2 separate regions of the Mus musculus genome follow, and region 1 is linked to region 2. The links are chromatin contacts, called in public Hi-C maps. All regions are on one chromosome and are shown on one strand. Each heading gives the region's core, a stretch centred on a gene start, on an enhancer-like site or on the middle of the called end of the contact. The rest is flanking DNA. Distances are from core to core; before and after follow the strand shown. Region 1 has its middle 75 kb from the start of Dynlrb2. Region 2 overlaps Wwox (WW domain-containing oxidoreductase).

Region 1 (5,812 bases), core at 1,220-3,719, 1.3 Mb before region 2:
GTTTGCAGTCACCCCTGAATATTCAATGGTGGCTGTGATGAGTGGAGATCCTGGGATCTGTGGGAATGGCAAATCTGGTCAGTGGAATGCTGAAACTGAGTGAGCTTCTTAGGGGCAATGAATAGGCACTGTTTTTGAGTAGCTCTCAGATACTCAGGGCACTATCTCATACTGATTTAGGTTCCCCCACCCCCAAGCTTGTAGAGGTTCTTGATGAACCAAAATATACAGGGATGGCAGCCTGGACTTTCAGGATATCCCTCTCTCCTTCCCAGTCAGAACGGAAAAGGGGCAGAGTGATGGGATGAAGGGTTTCATCAAAGAGGTGATACCTATTCAAACAGATTAGCTAATTTACAAGAGTCTTTATTTTTGAGCCTATTTCTATGCAGCTCTAGTGACCCAAGGAACCATCTTCACTGACCAAACTCTGAGTTCTTCCATTACCACATAAGTTTGGTATCCCAACATTTATTCTGCTTTCCTATGCTTTGTCAAAGTGTCTCCTCCCTTCTAGCTGAATCCATCAAGTTCTATCATGGCTATCAGGTCTTTTAGGAGCTTGACCTTAAGCCATCTGAGATGGGAGATTGTTCAGGCTCCTGCACCCCATCATAAATGTTGCCCATAGTTTCCTTCATGAAACTCACTTTTGAACAGCAATTATCATATTCCAAAAGAACATTCTGGAAGGAGGGCTGAAAGGAATGGACCAATCCCTGACAACCACACATTAAGATCTTTCTATACATTTTCATTTTTTTCTTTCTTTTTCCCATTGGATATTTTATGTATTTACATTTCAAATGTTACCACCTTTCCTGGTTTCCCCTCCAGAACCCTGCTTCTATGAGGGTGCTTCCTCACCAACCCACCCACTCCCACCTCACCACCCTGGCACTCCCCTACACTGGGGAATTGAGTCTTCACTTCTTCTATTTCACCAAGAATGAAAGTTGCCGAGATATGAAACCACATGAGGATCAAGACTGTGGCCATTGTTTTCTGACTCCACAGATCAAGTTCTACCTGGGATGTTCACTTTCCATGGTGTTTAAAACAGGGAAGGAGGAAAAGAGTGAGGTATAGTGATGGATGGACAGAGTCTGGGGGTGGGGTGGGGGGAAAGGACAGATCAGTCCAATGTCATGCTACCATGCCTGAAGGATATACAGGAAATAGTGTTGGAGACTCACTTGGGTGCTCAGTTCTGTCTTCCTAGGCTCATAGGTGGAAGGTTGAGAGCTGTGGGTAGAGTGTTCAGAAATGTGCGGTATCAGGAAAAACTTATGTTCAGTTGAAAATGGGAATAACAGATTTTATGGCATATATATATATATATATATATATATATGCATGTTATATGTTCATTTGTGTGTTCATATATGTGTGTGTTTGCTTAGGCTAGAGGTTGACGTTAGGTACTGTGCTGGTTTGGTTTTCACTGCCAACTTGACACACTCTAGAATCACCTGAGAAGCAAGTCTTTATAAAGAATTATCTAGGTTAGGTTGACTTCTAAGCATGGCCTGATTGGTGATTGATGTAGAAGACACAGTCCATTGTGGGTGGCACCATCCCGTAGGCAGTGAGTTCTGAAACTATAACAGAGGAGAAAGCTAGCTGGGAGCAAGGAAACAAGGATGCATTCATTGATCACTCCTGACTTGTACATCTTTACTTTGACTTTCCCAAAATAATGAATTATAGTTTGTAAGTATAAGACCCTTTCACCTCTTTGGTTTTTTTTTTTTTGTTGTTGTTGTTTGTTTGTTTTTGTTTGCTTGTTTTGTTTTGTGTTGTGTTATTTTCTGTTCAGGATGAAAACAGCAATGGAAATGAAACTAGGAAAAGCATCTACCTCAGTAGTTCTCTCCTTTAGTTTTTGAGACAGAGTTTCTTACCTGAATCAGCTGGGTTCGGTCTCCACCTCCCCAGAGCAGAAATTACAGGCATGTCCCACTGTGCCCAGATTTCATACAGAGGTTCTAGGGACTTGAGCTTGCTTTGTCATGCTTCCATAGCAAACTCTTTACTGACTGAGCCATTTCCCCATGTCCTGGCAGTTGTTTTTAAAACCCGGAAATTTACTGAGAAAATGGTGTCCTCCCATTCTGACTTCTGAGGCTGAGAGATGGCACAAGCTTGTGCCAGGCCTGGCAGCGGCCGCACCGCCCGGCCCAGATGTGGGCGTGAACTCTCAGGCTCTAATGAAGACTTGCTTTCCTGTGTTGCTGCCAGCACCTATGTGCTTCCATTTCCCAATTGAAAACATACTTAATGGCGACAGGTTTTTGGCTCCACCAGGTTGAAGTCATTACCCTGGAAATGCAGTATCCATATCGCAATTGAGGGCTGAGCTGCACTTCCCTGGGAGTGAGCCCTGGCCTTGTCCTCCTCCCACCTCTCCCGGAGGACTGGATCCTCTCATCCGAAATAGTCATCTCTTTATCACACTAGGGCTCTTGTGAGGCCAGTATGTGGGATTTCTGGAATGAAGTCCTCATTGGAAGCAGCAGCTTCCTCCCTTCACCTCCTCCTCTGGGTGTTGTGGAATGTAATTTTCCTTTGGCAAATAGAAACTGCAGAATAATCCTCGCTTGGCTGAAGCTGATCAGGGATGCGTTCTGTCCCTTCTCCATTCAAGTTTCCTTATTTTATTTTTATTTAAAATTTTTTTTTCAATTTTTCAATTTGTTCTTGTACACACACACACACACACACACACACACACACACACACACGCTGTACATATGCACGTAGGTTCCCATGAAAGCCAGAAGAGGGAGCTGACTCCAGTAGAGCTGAAGTTACAGGAGGGAGTGAGCTGCCCAATATGGATATACCGAACCAAACGGGCCTTCTGTAAGAGCAGTAGCCACTTTAAACCACAGAGCCCCTCTCTAGCCCATAGAGTCAAGTTTCTTAACTTTTATCTCTGGTTTAGGCTACATGGAGGAGACAGAGTTGTGTCTGAGGGCCTGAAAAAAATACAGGTTCCCCAGATTTCAGCTTGCTATCTGGAACGTAGGGCCTAGGATGACATATATGTTGGAGATGGGGGCTTCTGTGTCCCGGAGTCATCCAAATGCTCAGTCTGTAGGTGAGGATATTGAGGGTCAGAGACTGGAGTTGTTACTCAGCATTCCCCAGAGAGCTGTCAGCAGTGTCTGCAGTAGAGTCTCAGCCTCTGTCTCTTCAAGTGTGTCCCTCCCTGGAAACAGTGAGCTCTGGTGTCATCTCTTGCAATGCTTTCCTCTCTGTCTAAATCTGGGTGAGTGAGACTAAGGTCATATGCTTTCTCGTTTACTTCCTCTTTCTGGATGTTTTTGGTGACAAAGACTATTATGGGATGAGACAGTTCAGACCAGACTTGAGGTCCTGGGTGCAAGGTGATAAAATGCAAACTAGGAAATTGGAATCTAGGCAGACTTCGGTGACTTAGGTGTCTGGAGCCAAAGCAGTGAAGATTCCCTTTTCCGACGTCTCGGCTCCTCTACAGTTTCATGAGTCTGATGATGTCTTCCTCATGGGTAGTTGTCAGGGATGTGTGAGAAACACACTTGGCAGCACTATGCTTGCTCTGTATATTTTAATGTCCTCCCTCCTTTTCTTATTCCCCTACCACTACCTTCTCTTCATCCTTCTTCCCTCCTTCTCTTACTCCTCCTCTTTCTTATTTGCAGATTTGTAATCTCAACTCTATCTACATTGGAGATGCTCAAAACCTTGAGGAGCCAGCCAGGCAAGGACACATGGGGAAGGGTGTATCTGTTGGATGTCTATTATGGGTCAGGTCACAGGCTTCTGGAACAGTCCTGTAAATGACTCCTGAGACGCTCTTCACAGAAGAAGGGAGTATACATTCCTCTTCTGCTAGCTCTTATGTTTGCGCAATCGTGACTGTGCACAGAGTCCATAAGAATGTTAAAGGTAGGCCTTGGATTTAATCTAAATCATACGTACATAACCCAAACCATACCCCAGAATGTAGAGATGCAAGAACAGCTGTCCAGAGGTTTCATGCTATCCCTTTGTCTTGGTTTGGATAAACTCAGGCTTCCATACATACCTGGATGCTTCTGCCTTCCCCTTCCCCTTCCCCTTTTCCTCCTTCTTCTTCCTTTTTGTCCCCCTCTTCCTCTTCTCTTCTTCCTCTCCTCATCTCTTCTCTTCCCTCTCTCTCCCCCTTCTCCTCCCCCCTTCTGTGCCACCCATCCTCCAGTTCAGCTCCACACCTGTTGTGGGTCTTCTCATAGGTCCCAGAGAGACATTGGATAAGCAAGTTGGGAGAAGTGTGCAGTGGGGGTAACTTCTGCTTGGCCAGTTTTATGTGAATGCTTTATATCCAAAGAACTCTGCTCTGCCTCTCAGCCGTGGCCTGCTGTACAGCAAACAGGACGGGGAGGGAAGGGATAGGAAACAAAACTTGGGTGAACTTGGGAGACTTTTCCTGACAGGAACCAACATCTTACCTTAGATAGATCTCTGATAACAGACCCAAGTGACAGTTTCATCAAAGTCCAAATCTTCGAGCCTCCATAGGTACCTGGCATACATGTGGCATACATATGGCTCACTTGGGGCACACAGGTAGCACATGCACATATGTAAATAAATCTTTAAAATAACAGTATTCATTGAATTTAAAAGGCAAGCAAATATCATTGATATTTTCATATAGAGGAGAATAATAAGTTAGAGTCATGTTGTTTTAGATGGGTTACTCATATATACCCTAGCAACTGTTTTCTTATACCTAATGGCTCGTGACTACAGACTTACATGTCAAAGAATTTAGGGTTTGAAACATTCTAAGGATTGAATGTGTGGTTCAATGGTAGAGTGACTCAAGAAGGGATCCTGTCCCCTGGAGTTGGAATAACATGTGATCGTTGAGCCACGTAACATGGGGCGCTGGGAACTGAGCTCAGGTCCTTAGCAAGAGCATCCTATACTTTTAACTCCAGACCTCTCATTGAATGGTTTGACAGCCCTGGTAGGCATGAAATAAAACATAGTGTGGCAAGTTTAAGCAATTGTGCTTGAGAGGTATGCCCTCATGGCGCTGTCCCCTCTCGCTTTGACCTTCATGTGACCTCCTCACAGCATAGCAGTTCCCATGGCATCAGCATCCTCTAGAAATGGGATTGCCGATGGCTATCTGCCATTCTGCTGTGTGGAGATGCTGTGCTCTATGGAATCATTAGAGTATTTTTCAGGGATTTTGGTTTCCCTCATACTGAATCTTTCCTATAAATCTCTGTCCACATTTATGAATTTTTCTTGGCATTTACTTCTAGAAGTAGTACTGCTGGCCAGAAACACGGGGATGTTTTAACATCCTGATTAACTTTATAATTTTATTTTCAAAGGCATTGTGTGAGCTCTAGTGTGCCTTGGTATTGAGTGCATGTGTCTCTGTACACTCCTTGAAGTTGATATTTTGGGGGAAGACATATATTTTTTTAATTAACTTTTTATTTGACAGGTAAAATAATATATTTCCTTATGCTTATACTCATGACTACTGCTTTCTGAAAAACATTGTTAAATTCTAAGTCTTTCCTATGACAGAATGTAAACACACTATTTTATTTATTTATTTATTTATTTATTACCAGCAGATCTTCCCATCATTCATATCAAGTTTTACTTTCATATGACTCTAGCTATTTGCACTTTACATGCTGAAAATACTCCATTCTAACTCTATGCCCTTTTACCAACAACTCAAAATAGCTTTAGGATTTTCCTGTGTCTATTTATTAAGCAGTTCTATAAGTTAGTTCTGTTTTCATTTGTTAGTGTT
Region 2 (5,278 bases), core at 232-2,731:
TGGAGACCAACTACCATTGGCTACACTTATGGCGTCCTGGGTACACGAGAAAGAATCCTATGTGCCTCTCCCTGTCAGTCAGATCTGGCTACTGGAAAGGAAGGAGGCCCCCATGTTACAGATGCAATCATGCACAATGTGACCAACCACGGGTACATTCCAGGACAGGTCTCCAGGGGCCACTTGGTGACAGAGGAAAGGCGAGCTCAGCCAGCACCCGGCCGCTCGTTTTTCAGCCCCTCCTTGCTTATCCACTTCATCCTAATACAACACAAAGATTATGGTGAAAACTCGCCAAAAAAAAAAATAAGTAATTAAGTTCGTGCCATAATTAATTCAGGCCTAAATAAACAAAAAGAAAACCAAGAAGCAAAAACAAAAACCCTCTCCTTGGCTGCTATGGAGTACTCTTCTGTTTGGTTATCATTTTTCCTTCTTCGGCAATTTCACTGTAACGGGATTAATTGCCTTTTCAAACCTAGGGAAGGCAAACCCCAGCCAGTCTCCTCCTCTGCAAGGCCCGGGGGTGGGGGTGGTGAGGGGGGAGTTGCAAAGACATGCTACCGCAGGAATAACAAATGCTGGGTTTCTGAGCACTCGCCCATGATTTATGAAAGGTGTACCTCACTGTGGGAAGATAATGCCATTTGAAATGGTCCATTTCATAAATCTATTCCACCAGTCCCCAGCTACACCCAGGACTCCTGTGAACTCCTGAATCCAATAATGTTTTCATCTGGTGTTGATGAGAGAGTGACAGAGAGAGAGAGAGAGAGAGAGAGAGAGAGAGAGAGAGAGAGAGAGGGAGGGAGGGAGGGAGGGAGGGAGGGAGGAGGAGGAGGAGGAGGAGGAGGAGGAGGAGGAGGGACTGTGTTTGGAGAAGTTACAATGCCCTTACATGGAACAGCCGTTAATGCTCTATCTCCAGAGCTTTATGTGGCAATGGTCACAGAGTTTCCAAAGCAGGGAAACTTGAACAAACAAAATGAAGACATAATCAACACTCCCAACATCTTTGAGGTCCTTTTGCTACAGGTAGCATTAATTACAGCATGGCCCCAATCCTCCAGCAACAGCACAACAAAACATTTTGCCCCGGAGTCGCTCTCTAGCACATGAGAGATTTGTCCTTGGGAACCGGTATATTTCCTATTCATTCGTGCAACGGTTCAGGATATCTGTTTGTTCGTGTAACTGCAAGAAGAGGATTCTCTGCCAAATGTGATGGCAGAAGCAGTCAGGGACCAATCATAAACTTCAGTGAAATTCATGGTTGTGAGTCTTCCTGGTCATAAGAAGACGACGGTGATATATATGCCCCCATGTCACGGAGACTCCGTGAGACTCTGATGAAATACGAGCAGGGGACAGAAAGTGGTTTCTCTGGGATCCAGTGAAATGGACAGTACCAACATGAAGACAGACTACAAATGCCTGTACCATGTGACTTACTAGAGGAGAGCCGCTCCTCACCAAAGACTCTGAGGGATGAGACAAAAGGCAGAGTACAATGACGCACAGACCCTAGCTGGCGTGCACAGTGAAAAGGAAAGAACTTAAGGCCACCGGGCAAGAAATATTTTATGATCATTAAAAAGTACTTTTTTTTTTTTAAAGAATCACCCTAGATGCCGTCACCTGATGGATGGACACTGGCTATGGGATACTTTAACACAACAGAACTTTACTCAGAGGCAAAGAAAAATAAAGTTATGGATTTGCAGGAAAACAGATGGAAGTGGAGTACATTATACTGAGCGAGGTGGTCCAGGGCCAGAATGATGAGCAACCATGTTCTCCCAGCCCCCACCGAATCATTTTAGCTTCCTCTGTTGAACTTGGAATGTGTGTACAAACTTAGAAGAAAGAAAGGGAACGTAGGGTGGGGAGAAGAGGCTCTGAGTGCAAGACAGAGGAAGAACGTCTGTGATCTGAAAACAGGGAGGGAGGGGATATGCGGGCATGAACGGGGATGAGCGTGGGAACTGAGGCAGGGGGGAGAGTGCATGGGGTGGGGGTGATCCAAAATTAAGGATGAATGAAGAAGCCACATTGAACCCTATGATTTTACATACTAATTAGAAAACCGTGACTTGAGAAAAAAGAGTTTGAATGGGGGTACCCTGCACTAGGGAATACTGTTGATTCTAGAAGTCGTGGGTTATTTAGCAAAGGAAAAAAAATCTCACTGAGAGGATTGGCACACTGGAAGAACCCCCACATTCCTCCCAGTCAGGTGGAGATGGATTTCGAGCAGGTGAAAGACAGCCTATGAGATAAAAATGATGCAAAAAAATGTGAATTTGAAAAACTCTCAACACAGGATTCTCATCCAGATATTCTGGAATTTGCATATTTTGACTTGTGTTTGAAAAGCAGCTTCAAGGTCAGCTTCCGTAGAGAAACACTGAGCTAAGACAGGAAGGCACCCCATTAAAAGTCCAGCAGTGTTTTTGCATATTTATTTTCTTTCTTCTATAGTGAGCAGTGACGACTCATAAATCAAAAAAAAAAAAAATCAGGGTAAACAAATACCACAGAGGTTATTTTATACAGAATGTATACTCCTTATTCTACCTATTTATAGACACAACCATTTCTATTACTCGGATTTATAAAGTGTGTAATACATGCATGAATGCTTTAAGATCTGCATATATTTGCATAAGATAGAAAGGAGTATATTATTGTCCCAAGTCTCCAAAGACCATGGCCCAAATAAAATGACGACCACCTCAAAAATATTTTTGTATAGTGGGATGGAAAATGTTATTTTTAAAAGCTTCAAGCTGTGGTACACACTCATATTCATAACTGGGAATATATATATATATATATATACATATATATATATATATATATATGTATATATATACATACATACACACACGCATGCACACACACACACACACATACACGCACACACACACAGAGTTGAATTGGATGGCCTTGGACCTTTCTAAAAAGACAAGGAACTTTAAGCAAAAGTGTGTACAGATCTCAAAATCAATAACTACACCTCAGTGTTAAATAGGTCACCTTAATAGGCAAATAGGAAGTAAGACAGGTTGCCATTAATTCGAACTGGGATGGAATGAAATTTGGAGAATTAAAGGTCATCCTCAAAGGGGCTGTATCATGAAGAAATCAGAGGGGTTGTTGTTTTGTTTTCCCCAGTCGTCGTGGGTGCTCCCTATGAATGAATGGAAGGTGAGGCCCAACAATGACTTTCAATATTTGCAATATTTCAGAGTCCTGGTATTGGCCAACCTGAACACTCAGACTTGGAGTATCAGGTGGTTCAGGTCCACCCAGACAGCTGTCAAGGACAGGACACAGGATGAAGACTTTGAGGGTCCTTACTTCCTCACACAGTGCCTGTGTCTGGTACTTAAGCTCTCAGCAGCTCAGTGAATCCTGCCAATGGTACCAGTTGATCTGATTTGAGGTCAGGTGCAGAAGGAGTTCCCGAACACTAATGGGGCAAATCAGAGTGCGGTCAGCGCGGACTCACTTCTTCCTGTCTTGCACGAACACTCCAGGGAACGGGAAACATCTCATATTCCTGTTTTCACAATCCCCCTCAAATCAGCCACCCTCATTCTTACTAATAATCTAGGACGCTTCTGACATACTATGTAAGATGATGACATCGCAGGACCCAAAATCTGAAGTCCCAGGGTCTAAATGGGAAGTGGGAATCCCAGCTCCACCGCTGACTACCCAGCCTAAATAAGGCTACTTGCTTCTGCCACAGCGACCATGAGACCTTAGGGACTCAGGAAAGAACTTTTTAAAAGTGTGTGTGTGTGTGTGTGTGTGTGTGTGTGTGTGTGTGTGTGTCTGCTGAAAGTATGCATTTCTTCATGTCTGTGTGACTGTGTCTTTGGGTGTGTGCATCTATGTGTCTGTGTGTGTGTGTGTATGTGTGTATCTGTGCCTGTGTGTGTATTTGTGTGACTAAAGGTGCATGGGTGCCACAGGATGTATAAAGACAATCTCTGCCCTCCCCTTCTATCTTGTTGGAAGCAGGCTCAACTTGATGTCTGCTACTGCATATGCCAGAGCAGCTGTCCCATGAACTTCCAGGCAGTCTCCTGTCTCTGCCTCCCATCTCACCACAGGAACAGTGGAATTATCGTCATGCACTCCCGTGGCTGGGCTTTTTAACGTCTAACTTTAGATATTATTATTGTGTATGTGTGTATGTAATGTGTGTGTGTGTGTGTGTGTGTGTGTGTGTGTGTGTGTGTGTATGATGTGTGTGCGAGTGCGTGCATGTAGATGTGTGTGTGTGTTCTACACTGTGCTTGTGGAGGTCATAGAACTTTCTGGAATCACTTCTCTCTCTAATGGGAGCTCTGGAGATGGAAGTGAGGCTATTTATTAGGCTTTCAGACACGCACTTTTACCCTCTGCGCCATCTCACTCCACCTGTTTCCAGATTTTGTGTGGATCCCTGGGGATTTGAACCCAGGTCCTCATGCGTGTAGGCACTTTACCCACTGAACCATCGCAAAGACCAGAAGACACCTCTGGGACTTAAATCATAGATAACAGAGTGCGGGGTATATTATAAAGCCTAAAATAAAAATGTATGTTTAGAACCTTCCATTTAATTTGCATAATGGCAGAAACCATACACTCAAATATCTTACTGATAATATGTCTTCTTATGTGCATCAAATCAGTATAATTGAAAACACGGGCACATCAGTAAATCAGAGTATTATTCTGGTAACTGTGTACTAAATTTGAAATGTTGTTAAATGAAAAGTTCTCTCTCCTGCCTGCGCCTCCCTCTCTGCCCTCAGAGACACCACGGACCTTCTCTACTGATCTTTTCTTTAATTTTCCATGTTAACACAGGATCTTCAAAGAAGCCCAGACCAGCCTGAAACTCATGCCTACCCTGCATCCACCTCCTGAGTGCTGGGATTACTGGTGTGTGCCATACCTGACTCACAGATTCCCTCTTGATAGATACTTGATATAGCAATTACTATTTTTTTAACAAAAATAGTAGTAGAGGAGATTTCAACAAGCCTGCTGTGGAGTTCCTAGGGTTTAAACTTGTGATTCCATATCATTTTCCAGGACCGGGTTGAGTACATATTGTACCAAATATATATGACCATTATTTTTAAATCAAAATGGATTACTAATGGATTAATATGCTTTTGAAAGAATCCTTACAAGATTGAGCTGCAAGCAGAATGCCTTTCCTCTCGGCCTCCATTTAGCATGCGGCACCCTGCAATACTTTGAGAGTTACAGA

What was found. Hi-C and Micro-C count contacts between places; a contact is called where the count stands out from the background.
Region 1: a contact with region 2 is called in a Hi-C map of uterus, with 2.6 times the contacts expected there. The contact joins two enhancer-like sites. A contact is called at or near these places in 1 of 15 datasets of contacts at CTCF or cohesin (large pre-B cells), 23 of 484 Hi-C or Micro-C datasets (CD4 T cells, LSK cells, adipose-derived mesenchymal stem cells and 16 more) and 1 of 115 datasets of contacts at active chromatin or transcription factors (bone marrow-derived dendritic cells).

What each region holds. Positions count from the first base shown.
Region 1 is chr8:116,426,823-116,432,634 of GRCm38.p6, reverse strand. No RefSeq gene overlaps it. Among named protein-coding and RNA genes, the nearest start is that of Dynlrb2, 75 kb to the left of the region's middle. Within about 2 kb of position 2,469, at least 29 of the 459 cell types and tissues checked have an H3K27ac peak or open chromatin away from gene starts, as enhancers often do. A contact at or near this core is called in uterus, where this site is marked.
Region 2 is chr8:115,102,159-115,107,436 of GRCm38.p6, reverse strand. All of the region lies in intron 8 of Wwox (WW domain-containing oxidoreductase), which reads right to left. Among named protein-coding and RNA genes, the nearest start is that of Gm39257, 140 kb to the right of the region's middle. Within about 2 kb of position 1,481, at least 2 of the 459 cell types and tissues checked have an H3K27ac peak or open chromatin away from gene starts, as enhancers often do. A contact at or near this core is called in uterus, where this site is marked.